Regions from separate parts of the Zea mays genome. Here regions 2 and 3 are each linked to region 1. A link is a contact called in public Hi-C data. All regions are on one chromosome and are shown on one strand. Each heading gives the region's core, a stretch centred on a gene start, on an enhancer-like site or on the middle of the called end of the contact. The rest is flanking DNA. Distances are from core to core; before and after follow the strand shown. Region 1 holds the start of LOC100381337 (MPK14 - putative MAPK). Region 2 holds the start of LOC100384582. Region 3 holds the start of LOC103626620 (sporulation-specific protein 15).

What was found. Hi-C and Micro-C count contacts between places; a contact is called where the count stands out from the background.
Region 2: a Hi-C map of ear shows a contact between it and region 1, with 2.9 times the contacts expected there. The contact joins the promoter of LOC100384582 here to the promoter of LOC100381337 in region 1. A contact is called at or near these places in 2 of 25 Hi-C or Micro-C datasets (ear and leaf).
Region 3: a contact with region 1 is called in a Hi-C map of leaf, with 2.9 times the contacts expected there. The contact joins the promoter of LOC103626620 here to the promoter of LOC100381337 in region 1. A contact is called at or near these places in 19 of 25 Hi-C or Micro-C datasets (bundle sheath, ear, endosperm and 5 more) and 1 of 3 datasets of contacts at active chromatin or transcription factors (leaf).

What each region holds. Positions count from the first base shown.
Region 1 is chr5:81,920,939-81,923,904 of Zm-B73-REFERENCE-NAM-5.0, forward strand. It overlaps LOC100381337 (MPK14 - putative MAPK), which reads right to left and starts at 1,552. Exons shown (of 3, transcript NM_001174205.2): 1 at 1,429-1,552.
Region 2 is chr5:82,070,271-82,073,428 of Zm-B73-REFERENCE-NAM-5.0, forward strand. LOC100384582 reads right to left here and starts at 1,371. Exons shown (of 1, transcript NM_001177088.1): 1 at 95-1,371. The coding sequence starts at 1,356. The coding sequence ends at 175.
Region 3 is chr5:82,131,457-82,134,397 of Zm-B73-REFERENCE-NAM-5.0, forward strand. LOC103626620 (sporulation-specific protein 15) reads left to right here and starts at 1,460. Exons shown (of 9, transcript NM_001323078.1): 1 at 1,460-1,695; 2 at 1,801-1,983; 3 at 2,088-2,941. The coding sequence starts at 1,621.

The sequences.
Region 1 (2,966 bases), core at 302-2,801:
ACAATACTCTCCCTCACGCCGAGCCTCTATTAGTCTCAGATGTAGAATAGGAGCAAGCAACAATTATTTAATTTTAATTGTGCTAACCAGGGTTCGAACTCGTAACATTTGGTTCATGTATCATATTAAGTTGCATGCAACAACCAATTCAACCCAAAAGCTTAAACTAATAGGAAGAGGTAGGCAATTAACTTATATTACAACACAGAGTCCACAAACTACATGTCACCAACTATACTACAATGTGGTGAACTGACATGCTCTGAACTGAAGCTTCTCGATTGAGAGCACATCAACCACAAGAGCACGCCAAATAATGTGTCTTCAATCCTCATTTTTTCATTCCGGATGAACACTAATATTAAATTCTAGTCTAGTAAGGAAATTTAGGACCTAAACCAAAATCTGCATCGATTCAGTTGAGAGAGAAAAGGAGCATGGCAGACCCATGGAATTCAATCTTTGGGTTGGGAGGATGCACAGGCCAGACTTAGCAGCAAGTACCAAATGCAAATAAACAGCAAGCTTGCTGAACGACAGCATTGTTTCGACAAGCAAGCAAATATCCAATGCTAGGTCAACCCAGCTCGGCAGCTCCGTGTCTCCTCCATGCAGTAGCTTCTCACCACCCAACCATTTCGGTCGTATCGTTAGTCGGTTGCTACCGTTAATCACTGGACGCACCACGCCACCACCCGTGCAATGCTGTAGAATGTCCTCCGCGCTACAATCACAAGCTAGGTTCCTCCTAATCCCAAGCAAGCAACCTTAACCCATATGTAGCTCCTGGAGGCAATCCGGAACCACCGAGACGAATAGAACACGAGCAACTAAACCAGCAGATCGATCACGGATACCGACGGACCATCCCATCACATTCCCTGATCATGGCCGCGTTGGGGAAGACAGAATCCCCCCACCACGAATCCGCTTGCAGAGTGGCGGGATAGATAGGTCGGTGCCAAATCACAGTCAGCTGCGCGTGCAGGCGCCAATTCCGAGCTCGAGACCAGAGCCCGGGCGACCCAGATCGAGGGCACGAGATGACGCCTCCAGCTGCCGGGGAGCGAGATCGGTCATGTCCGGACACGAACGGACGGTCGGTCGGTCGTCGGAGCGCAAACCATAGCAGACAATACAGACAGAAAGCGAACGAAGGAGAAAACGCGGAAGATTTCCACTCACACGAGAGGATAAGGGGAGGGGAGAGGAGAGGACGGCGCGCCTGGCCGAGTGGGTGGAGCAGCTTCGGTCAGAGAGGCGTCGCCATGCGCGCGGCCGAATCCCTCGCCTCCGCTCCGCTCGCTGTGAGCACCTCCAGCCGTGGGCGGGAGGGGAGGAAGAGGAGGGGGGGAGGCGAGTCCCGTGCCGTGACCGTGAGGAGGGATGGGGGTGGGGAGGACCGGGAGAGGGGAGGAATATTCTGACCTGCTGACTGACGGGTCATGGTCACATCGCGTCGCGTCGCCCGGCCGTCGATGCCCCCACGGCCGTCGGATGCGGGCGCTACGTCGGGCGCGCCGGAGACCGACACGGAAAGGAAGGGAGGAACGGACGCGAGGGGGCGCGGCGGGGCAGGGGAGAGGGGCCGAAGGCGGGTAGGTGACGTGCCGACCAGCAGGCCCAGCGGCCGGTCCAGCAGCTCCAAGCCCACGTGACTCATACATGCTCCATAGACCAGCACCATAACACAACAACGGCATTGCTTCTTTTCTTCGAGCCTTCCACGGCCTAAAGTTTGGTTTCCAAGATGCTTCAAAGAAACTTTTCCAAGTATCACTTTAATTTACGTTGCAACTAATAGGATATATACATATAAATTAGACCAGTGTTGAGCATCATATTTAACACCTGATTACGATTGGACGGTCTAACCCTGTAGCCTGAATGGTCCGCGCCCTCGCGACCAGATAAGCATGGACGAGAGTATTTATTTCATACTTGGTTATTCTAACATATTCGGAATCTCTTGGATCTCGTCTATGAATAGGTTTAAATCTCTTACCTTATAAATATAAAGGGATATGACCGATTCGAAACCCATGAACTCATTTCAATCGAGTCAATCTACTTTATTTACCTTTCTTTATGATTTCTACCCTAGGAATAGATGTAGCGTAGCTCTAATTGTAGCTTTCTGCATATCCACCTCCACTCCTATTTGGCTCTACGCCGTCTAGATCCGTCATGGATGGGTGGTCTGCCGACCCAAATACGACCCTGGGATCTTACCCCTCCAGGGGGACAAGATCCAGTTCAGTTATTCAAGATATTGTTCATAGACTTGATCTCTTAATTCTTAAGCGACTCTACGTCGTCTAGAGATACCCCGAGTTAGGGCTGGGCAAAAAACCCGTAACCCGAAACCCGAACCCGGAATACCCGAACCCGAACCCGAAATACCCGAAACTCGAATTTTATTCGGAAATTTCGAGTAGCAACTTGCAAAACCCGAAATTATTTCGGGTATCACAATCGGGTACCCGAAATACCCGAATTACCCGAACTTTCATGTGTCATGTACTCATGTCATGCTTAATTATTAATTTGTACATCTATAATTATGTGTAAGTGTGCATAACTTGTGATTGTAGATTGCTTGTGTTTTATATGTCCATGTATATCATTATTCAAGCTATATTTTTATACTAATTTAATAGGGTGTATGTGTTTTTATGAAGCCAACACAATAGTTCGGGTAGTTCGGGAATACCCGAACCCGAAATTCCGGGTACCCGATTTTTCGGGTATTGAAAAACCCGTTGTAATTTCGGGTATCGATTCTCAAAACCCGAAATTTTAAAAACCCGAATTACCCGACCCGGAAATTTCGGGTAACCCGAACGCCCACCCCTACCCCGGGTGGCCTGCCGGCCTGGAGCACCCTAAGATCTCTCTCCCAGAGGGCGAGATCTAGGTTCCTATGAGGAGGAAGAGAACCTTGTGCCATCATGAACCGTCCGCCC
Region 2 (3,158 bases), core at 121-2,620, 150 kb after region 1:
TAATCATCCTCATCCGCCCAGGATTTTTTTTTTCATGGCTGCTTTATCTCCTACCGCACATACCGGATGCAGTCCGTCTTCCTCCCCTACTTCTCTGCTCCCTCTCTTCCTCAGCAGCGACCGAGCTCCATCTCTGGCGAGCTCGCCCTGCCCCACGGCGTTCCTCCCCTTTCTTCAATCTCCCGCCGCACCGTGCCGAACTCCCTGTGCACGCGTGCCCAGGATTTTTCTTCTCTCCGTGGCGCTAGCTCTCTGCCGGCCGCGAGCCCCTGCCATGGCCGCCGAGCTCCCTCCAGTCCTCTCTGCTCGCCGAGCTTCTTCCAGCCGCGCCGATCCGGAGTTCCGCCGTCCGCGCCCCTGCTCTGCTCTCTGTTCGGCCATGGCCGCCGAGCTCGGCCCTGCCCTCAACGCCAGCGTCCTCTGCTCTTTCTTCAGGCAGCCGCCGGCCGAGCTTCGCTTCTCTCCTCCCAGCCGAGCGGCTTCCCCTCCGTGCTCCCATGGCGCGTCCTGCTCCCTGCGCGTCCCTGGATCGCCCAGCCCAGCCGCGCCTGCTTTCCATGGCCGCGGCAACGTCCTGCTTCTCCACCGGATATCGCGCGCCCGGGTTCCCGCTCTCTGTTTGCCGCGCGCAGCCGGCTTCTTCCCCGCGCGGCAGCTCCCTAGCGCGCTCGACCTGCCCCTGTACGACACCCATCTCCCCTGCTCCTCCGGCGACGCGACTTCCTGCTCATCGTCCGCGCGCCCTCCAGCTCTAGTGGCCACGCGCGCCTCGCGCGCGCTTGCTTCCCTGCCGACGCGCCCCCGACGCCGCGCTGAGCTCTCTGCGCCGCGGTTCTCCCTCAACCAGCCCCAGCCGAGCTCTCCGGTTTCTCCTCTGCGCGCCCAGCTCGCCCAGTCTGCGCGCCGAGCTCCCTCGTCGCGGCTTCCTGCTTCCTCGTCAGCGCACCTCTCACTCTGGTCTCCTGTGTCGCGTTCGCCCAGATCGCCGCCATTGAGTTTCCTGACGTGCCCCCTCAGCTCACTTGCCGCGCTCGCCTTGGCTCCCAGTTCGGCGCGCGATTTTGGAGCTCTGCGCGAATGGCGCGCGGTCTGGTGCTCTGCGGCAAGCGCTTCGTGTGGGTGGTGTGGTTTCCAAACTGCGTGATGCGCTGGCTCGATGCCCAGACCCCGGCCTCCGTTGTGCTCGTCTGCCTCGGCAGCAAGTACTTCGTGTCGGAGCAGCGGCAGCGACGCCCACCTTTGCGTCGTGCTCACCAGATCGGGCCTCGCGTCGTCGATCTGTGCAATTCCTGTTAGCTCAATTCCTGTTCGGCTATCGGTTTCGCCGGTCGTCGATTTTCTATTTGTCATGGTCATCCCATCGGTTGTTCCTATCCGAGCTAGCCCAGCTCGCCAGCCGTCGTGCATCTTTAGGGCTTGTTCGGTTAGCTCTCAATCCACGTGGATTGAGTGAGATTGGATGGGTTTGAATCCCAAACAAGTCAAACTTCTTAAGAATTTTTTCAATCTCATCCAATCCATGTGTATTGGGAATAACCGAACAAGGCCTTACCCATTGAGCCGTGTGTTGCCGCGTTCACCTCGTTGTGCCATCATCGTCGTCAAATGGAAATCGCCGCGCTGGCACGTCGATATCGTCGATCGCCATCCTCGTCTACGCCAAGTCCCAAGCTGTGAAGACGCTCTTGTACTGACCACGCGTCACCAGCTCAACAAAAGGAATCCCATGAATATCTGGTCAAGAATAGAAATTGTGTGCATCGCTCGCCAAACGTGTGTGATCAAAGACGTCAACCGGAAACCGTCGTCGTGCTTCCGACTATCTCGTCAAATTAGTCAGGGTAAGCAAATTTGTTATTCGTGCTAGTGGATTGATGAATGGTCTGACTAGGTATATTAATCGTGATAATTCTATGGTGAGTCGGATTGCTAATTCGGTTATTAGTTCGATGAAGAGAACTGTAGGTATACTATTTATTAGGATGCCCAAGTCATCTACTGTGATTTGGTCAATGTCGTGTGGAGAAAGAGGTCGCAATAGGTCTCAGTGCTTGCAGGATTGTGGGTGTTAAAAATGTGATGTTTTATTAATATATGTGATACACAGGTTAACCTGGGAATTAGTTTAGAAAGTTAATGAAAGTTCTTCTATCAAGATTTTATAAGTGTTAGGTGTCCAAGAATTGTGAAGTTAAAGTTATAAGTCGTTTAGTGTGCTCTTTAAACTAGGTATGATATTCTATGTGTGCTTGTGTGCAATGGTGAATTAATCACATTGTATAATGATCGTCGATGGGTCGGCCAGGTGAGTAGTGCCTTGATAAATGTATATGTTAAATATAATTAAATAGGTTCCACTTATGTGATGAGTAGTGGTCTTAAATATTGGTAAAATGTTCTGTTCATACGGTAATAGGATGAAGTTAGTATTTTGTAGAATGCTCGTGTTCTATTTATATTATGTCTGGTTATGTTGGTATATACATAAGAATTAGGTTGTCATGATTATGATGATGACTTAATTGTAATATTATCTTGTGATACCCGTCTTGATATGCATTCATATGCATAATGCATTTCATTAGGTACGCTAGCTGATCGCGCGATGCGGAAGACGAGCCAAGTCGACCCCAAGTGCGGGCTACTCCGCATGGTGATGCTGATGGACGAACCTGCCTGATCAAGTGCTAGGACAAGGATGATCGTCAAGTGGACATCGCCTAACAAACACTAACCTAATGTTATTCAGGCAAGCCCCGGTGCATTTGCCACCTCCTTGCTATTTTAAAATCTTTCTCACTTGCTTGATGCATTAGGTAATAGGAGTTGTGTGCTAAACAATTGATGTATTTCCTTCCTTGGAAGATTGATTACCTTTCCTTGATCACCTGTTTTATGAGAAGGTTTTTCTAATGCTTAGTCTTGCCCTAGAAAAACAAAATGTTTTGTTTTGACAAAATATGATGCTTCAAGTGGGATGGGATGTTTTCAAAAATAAAACTTGATGGTGGATCCATCAGGGCCTTGATGGGTTCAACATTGGAAAAGATGTACCTCTGTCAGGTACCAAACTTTGGGTTTGAAATGATAAAGCTGAGATTGAGTGGGTGACTTGCACGAGAAGAGAGTCTCGGTGTAGTGTCTCCATCTGAGTCAAT
Region 3 (2,941 bases), core at 210-2,709, 210 kb after region 1:
AAGCTTTGATGCTGAGGTCGTTTATGAACAGGATCGTCCAGCCCGTCAAGGTAGTGGGAGCGTGTCTTGAACTGTACTTGGGAAGGTGTGGTCATATACTCATATCGATAGCAATCACTCGACGTGCCCTCGGCCTGTCGTTCACGTGGCTGCCCTCAGCCACACCTCATCTTGTGGTGTCATGTTTTGTCCTAGTTGGCGTGGACATCGCGACGTCTGATTTGGGTTTCCACCTTGCTGACTTTCTTAGTAGGGACCTGGGTGGCCACCCTGTCTTATGGACTTTCTTGGCAGGGGTCTGGCCCGTCGCTCCGCCACGTACTTGCTCGGCAGGGACCTGTCCAGTCGCGCTGCCTCGTGGATTTGCTTGGCAGAGACCTGGTCGGTTGCCCCGCCTCGCATACTTGCTCGACAGGGACCTGAGTGGTCGTTCTGCCTCGCGGACCTGCTCGATAGGAAGACTTTGGTCGGTTAAAAAAAGGTTTTACAAGCCTTATTTTGGGTACCATGTTTCTAGATACCCAACACTAGTTGAGCGGATAAATTAGCGAGATGAAGGGTGAATTGGTACCAACAATCAACGTTGTAGTCACATCCCACTTGCACTCAACTAACTAAAATTATCTGAGTTAGAGCTTAGCTACATCGAAAAGCCCAAATATTACTCTCTCCATTCAAAATTAAAATTATTAATGTATGTGTTTTACACATGCGTAAAAAATCATCTTCATCTATTTAAATATAAATATAAAAATCAAAAGTTAAAATAAATACTATTTTGAGACGGAGGGAATAAATACTACCTTCACCTACGAAAAAGAAATTCACTGGTGTAGGCATAGGAAACCGAGGCCCCCCAAACCCATCTACTATACGGTTGAGGTGAGGGGGGGAAAGAAGAGTGGGCATGATATAATTCTGTATTCAATCATGATTTTAACAAAAGTTGTATAAGAACATCATAAATATCCATAACTTTAAATAACTATATCATGGCTACAATTGATTTACCAGTTTTTTAATAATATAAAATATTGATAATATATTTTATATAAAGTGGATCAAATGTCCTGGTTTATCCGAACATAATTTTGACGGATGGAGCACCGGAGCGGAGAGAGCCATCAGAGAGGAGCTAGCAGTGAGATATTTGCGTGCGTGCGTGTTCCGTAGTCTAGCTAGTTGGAACAGGAACAGTCGAACAGAGCGTCAGAACTCAGAACCTGTGAAGCGCGCCCACAGCGGGGGGCCGCAAGGCCGCAACTGCGCCAGGGAGACAGGAGACGCGCGAAAACCGTCGCGTTCCGTCCGTGCTCCCGTCTCGAACCGACACCGGCCAGGCGGGCCAGCCAGCCACACACCAACCCGACACGGCGCGGGCGCGGGCGCCGGTCCAAACCCGAATCTCTCCTGTCGATTCCTCCCTCTTCTTCCTCCTCGTCCCTCCCAAATCCCCGAACCCGAGCGCGCGACTCCCTCCCGCCTCCCAGATCTTCCAGAACCCGCTACGATTCGGGCAATCCGCCGGCCCGCGCCCTAGTAGGTCTCCGCGGGCGGGATTGGTTGATGCCTCCCCGCCTCGCGTGACCGCTGCCCGAGGGCTGGACCGGAGATCTCCGCATGGATCACAGGGGCGGCGGCGGCGGTGGCGGAAACAAGAACCGCACCGATCTCCTCGCTGCAGGGCGGAAGAAGGTACCGACTCCCGCGAATTTGTGCTCCATGTTCTCTTTTGTGTCTTTTTTTCGGGGGGATTTTGATCGAGCGTTACGTTACGTTTACGGTTTACCTCGCGTGCAGCTGCAGCAGTTCCGGAAGAAGAAGGGGAAGCGGGGTCCCGGCAATAAGGCCGACGCCGATGCTGACGCGGAGGCCGGGGAGGGGGCGCCCAAGGCGGCGGAGGAGTCTGTGCCCGAGCCGAAATCGCCTGTTGGGTTGAAGCTCCTCGCCGGGGAGGGCGGCGGCGGGAGCACTCCATTTGAGGTGAGGTTCGAGCGCTTCAGTGTGATGGCGTGGGTTTTGAGTGGGCTGCTCCTGCTCCTAGCTGTTGTTGTTGCTGGGTGTGTAATGCATGTCTGTCAATGCAGGAAGCGGAGAGGTCTCAGGCGGAGCAGTGCAACGGTGAGGGGCCTGGTACCGCGGAGTCCAGCTCTGTGGAGAGTTCCAATGCGGTGCAAGAACAGGAGACGGTGCAAGAGCAGGAGACGGATGATGTCTCCGATGCACATCATGTCGGTCCTAGTGAGCAGGGGATTTCGGAGCATCCTGAAAGCCAGACAGCTGGTGGCAGGGATCTATCACTTCAGGCTACCAGTGGAGACAGCATTGGTGATGATAATGTAGGACGAGCTCAGCTGGGTGATGTGGATAGCATGGAGCTGAATGCTTCTTCTGAAGGTAATGGAGCAGATGGTGATTGCAATCAACTAGGGGAACACCAGCAGGTGGAAATGGATGCTGTTGAAAGGCCAACAAGTTCCAGTTTCGAAGAATTCACCGAGTTGCCAATTCATTCTCAAGGCATTGAAGCCGATAATATCCACGGTGAAGGGGCTCAGGAAATGGTGATGGATGTTTCTGGGAGGCCATTAGATGGAGACATACAGCATGACATCGAGCCCACAGCTTCTGCTGAAATAGATGCCGAGACTGCACTTGAAGAGTCAACTGTTGCAGCTTCAATTGTGATTCCTGAGAGTACTGCAAGAGGTACTGAGTACGAAAGAGACACTGGGTATGAAACCGATGGAGTAGACAAAGAGGCTCTCCTAGAAGATCCAAGCATGGTGCATGTAAGTGATGAAGCTGTCACTATAGATGATTTGAGTGTTCAGGCCAAGCCAACAGCATCAGCGGATATGCCACTTTGTGAGCAGAAGGGGGATCCAGCTTTATCTAGAAGTGCGGTATTGCAAGGCATTATGCCACTTCACTTCGAGGA